2 separate regions of the Zea mays genome follow, and region 1 is linked to region 2. A link is a contact called in public Hi-C data. All regions are on one chromosome and are shown on one strand. The core of a region is the stretch at or near the end of the contact, and the rest is flanking DNA. Distances in the headings are between cores, read along the strand shown.

What was found. Hi-C and Micro-C count contacts between places; a contact is called where the count stands out from the background.
Region 1: a contact with region 2 is called in a Hi-C map of leaf, with 4 times the contacts expected there. The contact joins two enhancer-like sites. A contact is called at or near these places in 2 of 25 Hi-C or Micro-C datasets (leaf and an unstated tissue).

What each region holds. Positions count from the first base shown.
Region 1 is chr6:99,079,249-99,084,283 of Zm-B73-REFERENCE-NAM-5.0, reverse strand. No RefSeq gene overlaps it. Among protein-coding and RNA genes, the nearest start is that of LOC103629626, 33 kb to the left of the region's middle. Within about 2 kb of position 1,958, at least 19 of the 20 cell types and tissues checked have an H3K27ac peak or open chromatin away from gene starts, as enhancers often do. A contact at or near this core is called in leaf, where this site is marked.
Region 2 is chr6:98,947,132-98,952,340 of Zm-B73-REFERENCE-NAM-5.0, reverse strand. LOC100273858 reads left to right here. Exons shown (of 4, transcript NM_001148255.1): 4 at 1-651. The coding sequence ends at 103. Among protein-coding and RNA genes, the nearest start is that of LOC100273858, 15 kb to the left of the region's middle. Within about 2 kb of position 2,115, at least 18 of the 20 cell types and tissues checked have an H3K27ac peak or open chromatin away from gene starts, as enhancers often do. A contact at or near this core is called in leaf, where this site is marked.

The DNA of each region.
Region 1 (5,035 bases), core at 709-3,208, 130 kb before region 2:
CAGTTACCAAGGTGATTCTTCAGATCCTCGTAACCTCTCTACTAGTCATAGCAATACAAACAAACATAGTATAGACAAAATTAACATCACACCAAATATAAGTACAAACTGAATAATAATAATCTACGCGTTGCTACGAGATCGCGGGATCGAGAACCACTAAAATCGGAGTTATGATTAAGGAGTTATAATTTTATAGAAGATCTGTGTGATTAAAATATTAAACTATATTATAAATTGGTTAGTATAAATCATATGAGAGAATATCCTATAAATAATTATTTCAACTTTAATCTAAGTTATAAATTGACCATAGATTATAATTATAAGTGGTTTAACGAGACTAACCAACATAAGTTAAATAAGGATATAATTATAAAAGAACAAGACATGGTATAATAAATGTTGTTACTGCATAGTAAATATTCATACGAGACTAACGCAACTTGAACGGATCAAATCGGAGTTAAAACGGAGGAGTTATGAATTTCCTAAGGTTTTATGTGTTTGATATAAGATTAATTAGGAAATAAATTTTAAAGTGGCTTTCATGTCAAAACAGTATTACATAGTTATAGAAAATATTAATACAAAATTATAGAAATTGAAATGGACCAATTTAGAGTTCATAAGAATTTTCTATGAATTATACAAGTTTTATAATTATTTTTATACTAAAAATCAATTTCTAAACCTCTTTTCATGTTTTCTTTAATCTCTGGACTGGGCGCATAAAATCCAGAGAGTCCAGGGGTCCCAGCGTAAAACTTTCTAGACTCAGCGCACAGTAGCCCTAGACTGCGGGTTGATATCTAACATCTGTGGGGTCTCTTTACTAAAAAACCACGGCCGAAGAGGTATCCTCCATCCAGAGACACACGATTAGAAATGAGTGCGCTAGATCAGATTTGGATTGGCCACTGAGTGAAGTCATTGGATTTCGATCCAACGGTCCATACTATTCTTAACTCAAGTCTGGTCTACACCATTGGCTTGCCGATCAACGGCCAGATCTAAATGCTGCTAAGGGGGTATCGCGGTTTTAATTCTGGCCACCAGAATTGGATCCAACGGCCAGGAGTCAATGCACAAAGCGGTACGGTTCTCTAATCCTGGTCGTTGATGCCTTGATCAATGACACATGTGCGTTTCTCCTCCCAGCCGCTCAGCAGACCCAAACCACGGCGGCGCAGAGCCTCCCCAGTCCCCACGGCCGCGCCATTGCCGGAGTTGGCCAAACCGACACCCAAGAGCCTTGATCCTAAATCCGATCGATCCTACACGGTCTACCAAAGTATGTGAGACAATCTAGAAGACCCTTACCGGTGTTTATGGTGCGGAGGTTCCCAGCCACGTTGTGATGCGGTCGGCGGCGAACCTTGAGCGACAGAGAGAAATTCCCCGCGAGTCCGGCCAATTCCCATGCGAGAGGTCTACCCAGGTCCCTCACGACACGAAGCTTCCCCGGAATTTGTACGCGAGTACTGAACGGAGGTGACGACCGCAGACGACGTCGGCGGCGCCCTAGACCTCCACTCCTCTCTCTGTGTTCTCGGCGATGGACTACGGCGTTAGGGTAGAGGCTGTTGGCACATGCGGAGGAGAGGGTTACGATGGTAGAGCTCTTATAGTCCAAGGAGCAGGGCGACCCGGTCTTCAACTACCTATCCCCAATTTCCCGACGCGCGTCCGCCATTAGCGGCGAGGTGGGTGCGGTCGCGGCTGACGACTCGGACCCACGGTTCTGGTGCACTGGGTGAGCGCGTGTGCAAGGGAGAGTTGGCTGACTCATGGGCCCCATCACCAGGTGCTTAGTTGCGGTCGCTGCGATCTCGGAGGTGAGAACTGAGAACCAACCCGCGTGGATTTTGTGCGAGCGCGGATGAGAACGATGACGTGCAGGATCCACGCACTAGTGAGGGTAGGAGGAATCCAGGTGCGCGCGGTGAGGCTGGCCACATGGGCCCGCATGGCGGCGAGAGGAAACCGATGGCTAGGGTTTGGCGAAGTGGAACTGGGCTACGCAGATGAAACACAAATTGGGCCGGGCGAGGAAGAAAGGGCCCAAGTGCAGTTTTCCTTATTATTTTTCCTTTTCTTTTATATTTTCTTTTCTTCTCTCTTCCCTTTTAAATTTAAATCTCAAATTTGAATTCAAATAGTGTTGTGAACTTGTATCCAAATTAATGTACAAAATAAACATACTAGTATGGACAGATTATATTTATTTACTTATTTATTTTGTATAGCATCTTTCCTTCTTTTCTCCAAACCCCAAATTGTAAATTATATCTAAATTCCAATTTTGGTCATTAATATACTTCTACTAATATCATTATTGTTCTTATGAAATACACACACAATAAACTCCAACTTGATGAATAGGTATCTATTTATTTTAATTAATTTATTTGTTTGATGAATGTTTGGAATATGAGACACACTCATATTGTTCCTTTCTTTTTAGTAGAATAATATTTTGAATGCGGGATAAGAAGTAAAAGTTACTTCAAAAATGAATATTCATGTAAATAAATGTTCCTGGTGTATATCTTAATGATATGCATAATCACTTAGTTGAACATAAAACTTTTCTATTACCTCTTTTCTAAAATAATTCTTGGTTTTCAAAATTCAGTTCTCAATTTTCAACACTCAAGTATAATTTGATATCACTGAATTTGCTATTTTATTTCTTCATATATTTATTTTATTATTAATAATAATTTTTTTCTTATGCAGATTTTGGGACTTATAAATCCTACCCCTTAACAGAATTCTCGTCCTCGAGATTTGTAAGAAAAAGGGTGTATACTCATATTGTCTCAACACATATGCACAAACAAAAATCTCAGCATGATGCATAATTTATTAGCAACACATAGGGTCAATTAGACCTTATTATTCCTCCCAACATAGTATCATACCATTTACTAACTAAAGTCACCTTTAGATATTACAAGTAGTAGTAATATATATATATATATATATATATATATATATATATATATATATATATATATATATATATATATATATATATATATATATATATATATATATGTATGTATATGTGTGTGTGTGTTTATGTAGCTTGGTGGAGCTGGTGGTGGAGGAGGAGGTTGTTGTTGTTGTCTTTCCAAGCGTACTTGCCTTATTTCTCGACGTATTTCCAGCCGGTCCTGACGTCTCTCCCCGCGTTCTTGTCTTATCTGAGTTTGCATTTCGGTAACCATGTTTTCCATTTGTTGTATTATCATCATTTGGGTGGAAACCACTTGATCGATTCCAACTGGTGGAGGATTTGGATGATTCATTTCTATTTGCTGTTGCGTGATAATCTTCACTTCCTGGTATTGACCATGAGAGTTAGAAGCATATGGTAGGATAGTTTTGCAATAAAAAGTATTTATTAAGTAGAATGAATAGGCTAGTAGTTGGTTATGACCTGAAAATTCTTTAGCAGGTCTTAATCTTTATTTTATGTCTAGATTAGGATAACTAATCGTATAAGGTGAATGTCCAAAGGTATGATAGAATCTGTTAAGATGAGATGGATATGGGTGTGATATACTACATGATGTAGGTAAAAAGTTTGTTTGATGTTATGTGGGGACAGATAGATTATACAATTCATCATGACACTATTGATTGGGTTAGCTCTTATGCTCATGGTTGAGTTGGTCTAATGTACTAAGTTAAGTTAACACTTGGCTAGTAGGGTCCAATCTCTTCTACCAGTATCACTAATTTGTTTAAGTTGACCACATTAGATTAGATCGCATTAGATTAAATAACATTAGATTATATAATCTTATTTAAGAATACCATTTAGTTGAGCATATCAGGCTGACTTCATCTTTATGAAATTCTAGTATTTTTTATACACCTAAAATTCTTTTATGCCATTAGCAGGTGTGGTAAAGAAACAAGGGTACATCATGTTTTAGCTATTTGGTGAGTGTTGACATAGAATGAGTGTACTATGGCATAATCGAGCTTCTTTTGGGGTCTGAATTAGGGACCATCGGTCGTGGTGTTAGATGTCATTACCTGAGTTAGGATAACAATCTCGGGTACACAAGGTAGGTAGGTTAAGCAGAGTTTTACTTTGCTTTTGAGATAAATGGGTTGGGGCAACCTATAACATGGGCTGGATCGTGGTTTCACGGACAAGTTGGTTTAAGACACCAATTTTAGGTTTTAAAATCCCATTTATCGGAATATGGTTTAGTTAATACTTGTTTAAGTAACTTCCTTTAGATCATATCAGATTAGGTAGGGTCTAGGTTAGATGGGATATAACTAGATTAGACTAGTTTAAATTAAATAGATCTACTAGGGTAGAATATATATTAGAATCTTTTGAGATAGAACGGATTATATGGATAGGTAGGTTAGAATCTCTGTTAGGTTAACACAGAGGGGTTATGCAACTATCGGGTGGTTAAGGTAGTTGCATACGGCCAGGTTGGACTAAGGCTCCAATTTAAATTAAAACATATTTGTCAGAGTAGTATCCAATCTTATTTTACCAGTATTATCTAACATGTTTGTCCATTAGATTAGATCTGATCAAATTATATGGGTTCAGAATTAAATTGGTGTAATCTGATTGGACTAAATAAGATCTGCTTAATTTATTTGGAATAGATCATGTTTGTTATACTATTATGAGATAAGCAAGGTGGTGGAGATAAGTATGCTTATTAGAACAAGATGAGTCTCTAAGAATAAGATAGAATCTTTTGAGATTAGTTAGATCTATCAGGGTAAGATAATTTTTTTTCAAGATAAGATGAATCTATTAAGGTAAGAAAGAATCTTTTGAGATAAGATAGATCTATTAAGATAAGAGCAAGTCTTTTAAGATAAGAAGAATCTATATGAAATAGATACACTTTAATGAAGGATAATCTAAGTTGTTTAGTTATCTTATGAATTCTATTTATTTATATTTATGCCTATACGTATATGTAGATGTACATGTGGACATTACTCCACAACTAATCATACTCAATCAAAGATCCAAATC
Region 2 (5,209 bases), core at 866-3,365:
CCTGTCACATCTCAACCGACAGGAACCTACCAATGATACATCACTTGGAGGAGCAAGTTTATTGAATGCTAATTTGAAGGACCAGTCACATCTCTCTCAGTGAGCTGGAATGCATGTGCCTGACTTGTGGGGGCATGGTTTTGAAATTCTCAGGCCAACTTTCCTTCACTCGAGAGCTTGATAGAGAGAATTCACGAGGATGGAAGAGTAGCAGAGAAGACACTGGACCTGCCAATGTATGCCAAGTACAAAGACTCGCCTTATCTGAGAAACCCTTCGAAGCACGGGAGTACTATCGGTGGGACCCAGGCTGAGATGGATTCCAAGTGAGAAGCCCCCTGGAGGGCCACTAGATAATCTGTTACTTATTTGCCCTATGGTAAATGCGTCGGTGTTGATGCAGAAACAATTGGACTCATTGTGAGCTTACTCGCTTCTTTTCGAAAGTAGTTAGTATTCCTCGAAGTGGTGTTTTTACCTTGTAATAAAGGAAAAAAAATAAAGTGGGGTTATTGAAACTTGAGAGTCAAATACTGAGATGTTATGCGCGTTTTGATTTCTGAATTAATCGATCGGTATCACTTGTACTGTTTTTATACGACGATGCTCGAAACCATTCATTTGTCATTTTAATTTGATACACTTGAAGTCAACAATATGCTTGTCATGTATCTGCCCATATGTCTGTCACTCGTGAACTCTGTATCAGCTGAGTCTTGTTGGCTGGCTTGTTTGGGGGGCCGGGGGACATGAATCCATATGATGCGTGTTGCTTCTGTCGGGATCTGTATATATAAGGCACCGCCTGCAAGTGGTTGCACACTTATGCCACCTAGTAGGATGGCTTTCAGATGGTAACTGACTTTGGAGCTTCCTTGTGGCTAATCCATTAAGCTTTGGGGTGTGGTTTCTATAGAAGAACTGAAGATTATATATTGTTGAACAAATATATTTGAGTGGCTTAGGTTTGATGATGCATGGAAAGTGAAGTAAAAGCCTCCTCAAGATGGGGTGTCAGTTGGCACTAACTGAATTCTTGTTCAGTTAGCTGAAAACTGAATTTTTCAGTATGGTACTCAGTTTGGATTTCTGTTGTGATTAATATATATGGTTTTGGACTGAAATTCCTATAGCAAGTTTGAAGACCATATGTTAGATAACAACTTTCTTTAAGTGAGTGGGGTTCGATCCCACACAAGAAGGGGAGGAAAGGCTTCCCAAAAATTGAACTGTCAATAACTGTGTCTGAAACTTGTTCAGTCATCAAGTGTGGATTTCAGATTTGTTGGCCCAAATTTGATGTCTTCTAGAAATTGTTCTATGAGGTTGTGAGTCCTACCTTGTGTAGCAAAGTTTTAGAGTAAAGTAAGATGAACAAGTTTCCTAGAGTTAGATGGTCTTGATACTATAGAAACTTGGGAGTAAAATGCACCCAAACTTCCTCTGTCAGACTGGTTTTGTGCTGTTCAGTTAGCTGAAATTGTGAATTTTAGTGCTTTTGTTCTACTTTGGCACATCACATCTTTGGTTCTGTGTGTTTTAAGTCTTGGGTTGGTATACCAAGTTAGTAGTCCTAGAGTTGGAGAGTAAATCTTGTTAAGGAGGATTGGGTTGTTGCCATAGGGATTTTTGAAATGATAGGGTCTCAACAGGGAGGTCTGCAACAGTGGGCTGTGGGTTCAATCAGTGCAGTGCTGAAGTGGAGTTCTGGAAAGAAAAAGATCTTAGCCGCTGTTGTGCCTTGTTGTTTATGATTGAAGGGAGTAAGTGGATGGGCATTGGCGTTTGTGGGTAAGGATAAGTTTTGAACACTCAAATATCTGAGGTGGGGACTGGATGATTATCTACAGCCGCTCGCTGTGCCTGCCGTTGCCCAGCGCCGTCGTTCGTCTCCAAGCCGCCAAACCTCGCCGCGTCCTCTGCCCTGCTCATGATCCGCAGTTTTCTCAGCCGACAGTTCACGTGGACAGGCTGGTAAGGGTTTCGTTTGCCGAAATTCAGAGGGGGATTGTGTTTGGGTGAGGATAGGGATGCTCGTCGTGCTTCGGTTGAGGGCTAGATGGTGGCCGATGCTGCCAGTTTGGTGGCCAGTGGCCCAGTGCTGGGCCCGTGCCTGGGGTAGGGCGAGCGGGGCAACCGACCTAGGCCCCAGATCCCAGGGCCCCACTCCATATACCATACAGCCAAGGCTATAGTTTTTAATTGCTTTAGCAAATAATTATGCTTAATAAATCATATGAATTAATTTATTCTATTGATTCCTTGTAGATTGTCATTGATATTATGCCTTCTAAGAAATATGCTAGCAACTTTATATATTGAGAATAATTTATTAGATGATATTAATATTAAAGCTATCATTAATGATTTTGCATCAAGAAATGTTAGAAGACATTTTAAAGATGATCTATAATATATTTGAGGTAATGATCTGACTTCTTTTTTTAGCGCTCATTTTTTGATACATTAAATTATAAGTAAATATATAATAGTAAAAAATAGTACTTATAATATTGGAGCCTTATTTATAATGTTGCCCCGAGCCCCTCCAAACTCACGAACGACCCCCGTGCTGCCAAATGCCAATTTTGTGGCCGACGTTTCCCTCTGTTCTGGTGTGTGTACGTGCTGTGAAGCAGAAGGGTGGGCCGTGGGCTGTAACACCCCAGGTGTTGCCATGGCTGGAACACACCTTGGCACTCAAGACTATGATCACATGTGGAAGAACTTAAGGAGCAAAAGTATAAGGGACTTTGGAAACTAAGTTTTTACATTTACCCTAGTTGTGTGCAACTATCACCTTGGGAGAGGGAGAAAGAACCCTAGGCCTCTCTTAAACCCTATCTCCCAAAACCATGGATAAGAGGAGAAAGAGAGTGAGCAAATGTGCAAAACATGGGTAATCTTTACCCAAACCCTAAGCAACATTATAACCATCAATTAGGGAGGGGAATAATTGCAAAAAGGCCCCTAGGGAAACCCCATTTCAAATCTCCAAGTGGAGAGAGAGCTAGAGCTCTCTAATTCCCTCTAAGTCCCATTTTAGCCCTAAATCAAAGATCAACCGTGTTCACTTCAAAAATGGCGCCAAAACCACTTGGGTTCTATACCAAAAATGTGCAATACCACTTAGGGCACCCACTGGAAAAAGTTGAGCTCGAGACTCGGACGTTTGACATGCCATGGCATGGCTTTTGTCGTGTTATGCTCAGTATGACACACCTGTTTTGGCACTCGAAGATCTTCCTCCCTAGGCCGTATCTGCCCCGGCGTCTCACAGTCGAGTGACAGCCCTAGGTGCCAGGAAGAGGTCTGCGGCGGACTTTTGCAAAGATTCGCACGTATGCGACCTCTGGCGACATTTGAACACTGGAAGAAACAAACCGCCACGTGTTCGACGCCGTCTGCCGCGCCAGAGCACGCCCCCGCGCGCGCCCGCGCCGCGCCCAAGCCGAGCCAGCGCCCTGGTCCGCGTCCGCGGCTATAAAACGCCCAGGAGCCTCGGCCGTACCCCTCCGCACGCACCCAAGCCTCACCGGAGCTCAGTTCGCCGCCGGTTGCCCATACGCGACGCGCCCGCGGCCACCCGAGCCCCTGCCGCCGTAGACCGGCCAGCCCAGCCATTCCCAGCCCCGTCCAGCTCTCGGAGAGGACTGTGCGCGTCTCCGTGAAGCTCCCCGAGCGAGGAATCGGGCTCTGCTTCACCGGAGAGGCCGGCCCAAGGTCACCGGACTTCAACCGACCGCCGGCAACCGTGGACCGAGGTACACCGTGCACCTCTCTTCGATTCCTTGCACGGTTAGACTCCTTAGACCTCCACGAAGCTCCCTATGCCCTTGGATTGAACTATGCCGCCGTGGATAGGCCGGAGCACACGCCGCCGACGAGCTCGCCCGCCTGCTCACGTGGACCGGGCGATTCCGGCCATCCCCGACGACGAGCCGTACCTCGACGTGATCGCCAGACCCTCCCTGAGCCAACCCTACACTTCGCCGGAACTCCCTCGCCGCCGGTAAGCCGCGCCGCCCTTTCTTTTTCCGCGGCTACTGTTTCCGTTGAGGGAGGGACTGCGGGTGAGAGGGAGGGAAACCCAGGGGGTTAAGTGAAAGGTCAGAGACTCAAGTGAATAGTGCCTTAAGGGTAGATCTGCGAGGTTTGAATTGTTTTAAACCCAGGGGCCTCGGCGCAAACTGTTTTTCCAGGAAAACTTAATTAAAACCTAATTTAAATTCAAATAGAAACTTTAAAAAACCCATAACTTCTGTTTGGTTTATCCAATGTTGGTCAAACCAATTTTGCCAGACTCTAAATCATGTAACCTATTTAGGAAAAATATAAAACCCCTTGGTGCTGTGGAAAACTTAAAAGTTCTGATTTAATGTTAACTTTGGCCAAAAGCTAAATAATAGTAAGAAAAATAGTTAGGCTATTTGACTAAGGTTAGGAAAATTTGGAGAAGTTTATATTCACCTACTAACCTGTTTAAAAATGTTAAACCCCTCTGTCTATTACATTAAGTTAGTTTTAACCCCTTATTCCAAATATGCTTAAAGTTTAATAAAAATAGGAAAAGTGACACAAATGTTGAACCAGAGGGCACCTTTATTTTTGTTAAGATACTTAGTTAATGTAGTTCACTAGAAAAATATATCATACCCTGTTTTAGTGTAAAATAATTAAGATCTCTTTTAAGTTAATAAAACAAGGATAACTTAGAAAAACTCCACAAAAATAACCCCAAGGTGAAAACACCCCCACCCTTGGGATAACTATTGTTTTATTAGAAAGAACCTAAGAAAAATATGAAATCTGCTGTTTGACATTTTTCAAATAATAAGGTAGTAGAAAGTGCCTTTTTGACATTAAACTTGGGAAAATCATAGCTAATTAACCACCCCTTAGTTTCCTGTGATTTTTAGCACAAAGACCTATCATTACCAGAGGATGCCAACAAAAATGACCTTTAGGACAGAACCTACCCCTAACTAGGAGGTGTAGTGTAAAGTGCCCCTTTTTGCCTAACTTTTGTTATTTTTGTTTAAGGCCTAACTTTTATACCTTAAGCCTCAATTTCTTAAAACAAGCTAAAATAGCCAGTGACAACCCACTGTAATTTTTACAGAATTTTTGGAAAGTATTAAAACCCTGTTGTAGTTCAAACCTACCCTAGAAAACCTAAATGGAAATTAAGGGAAGAGAAATACAAGAT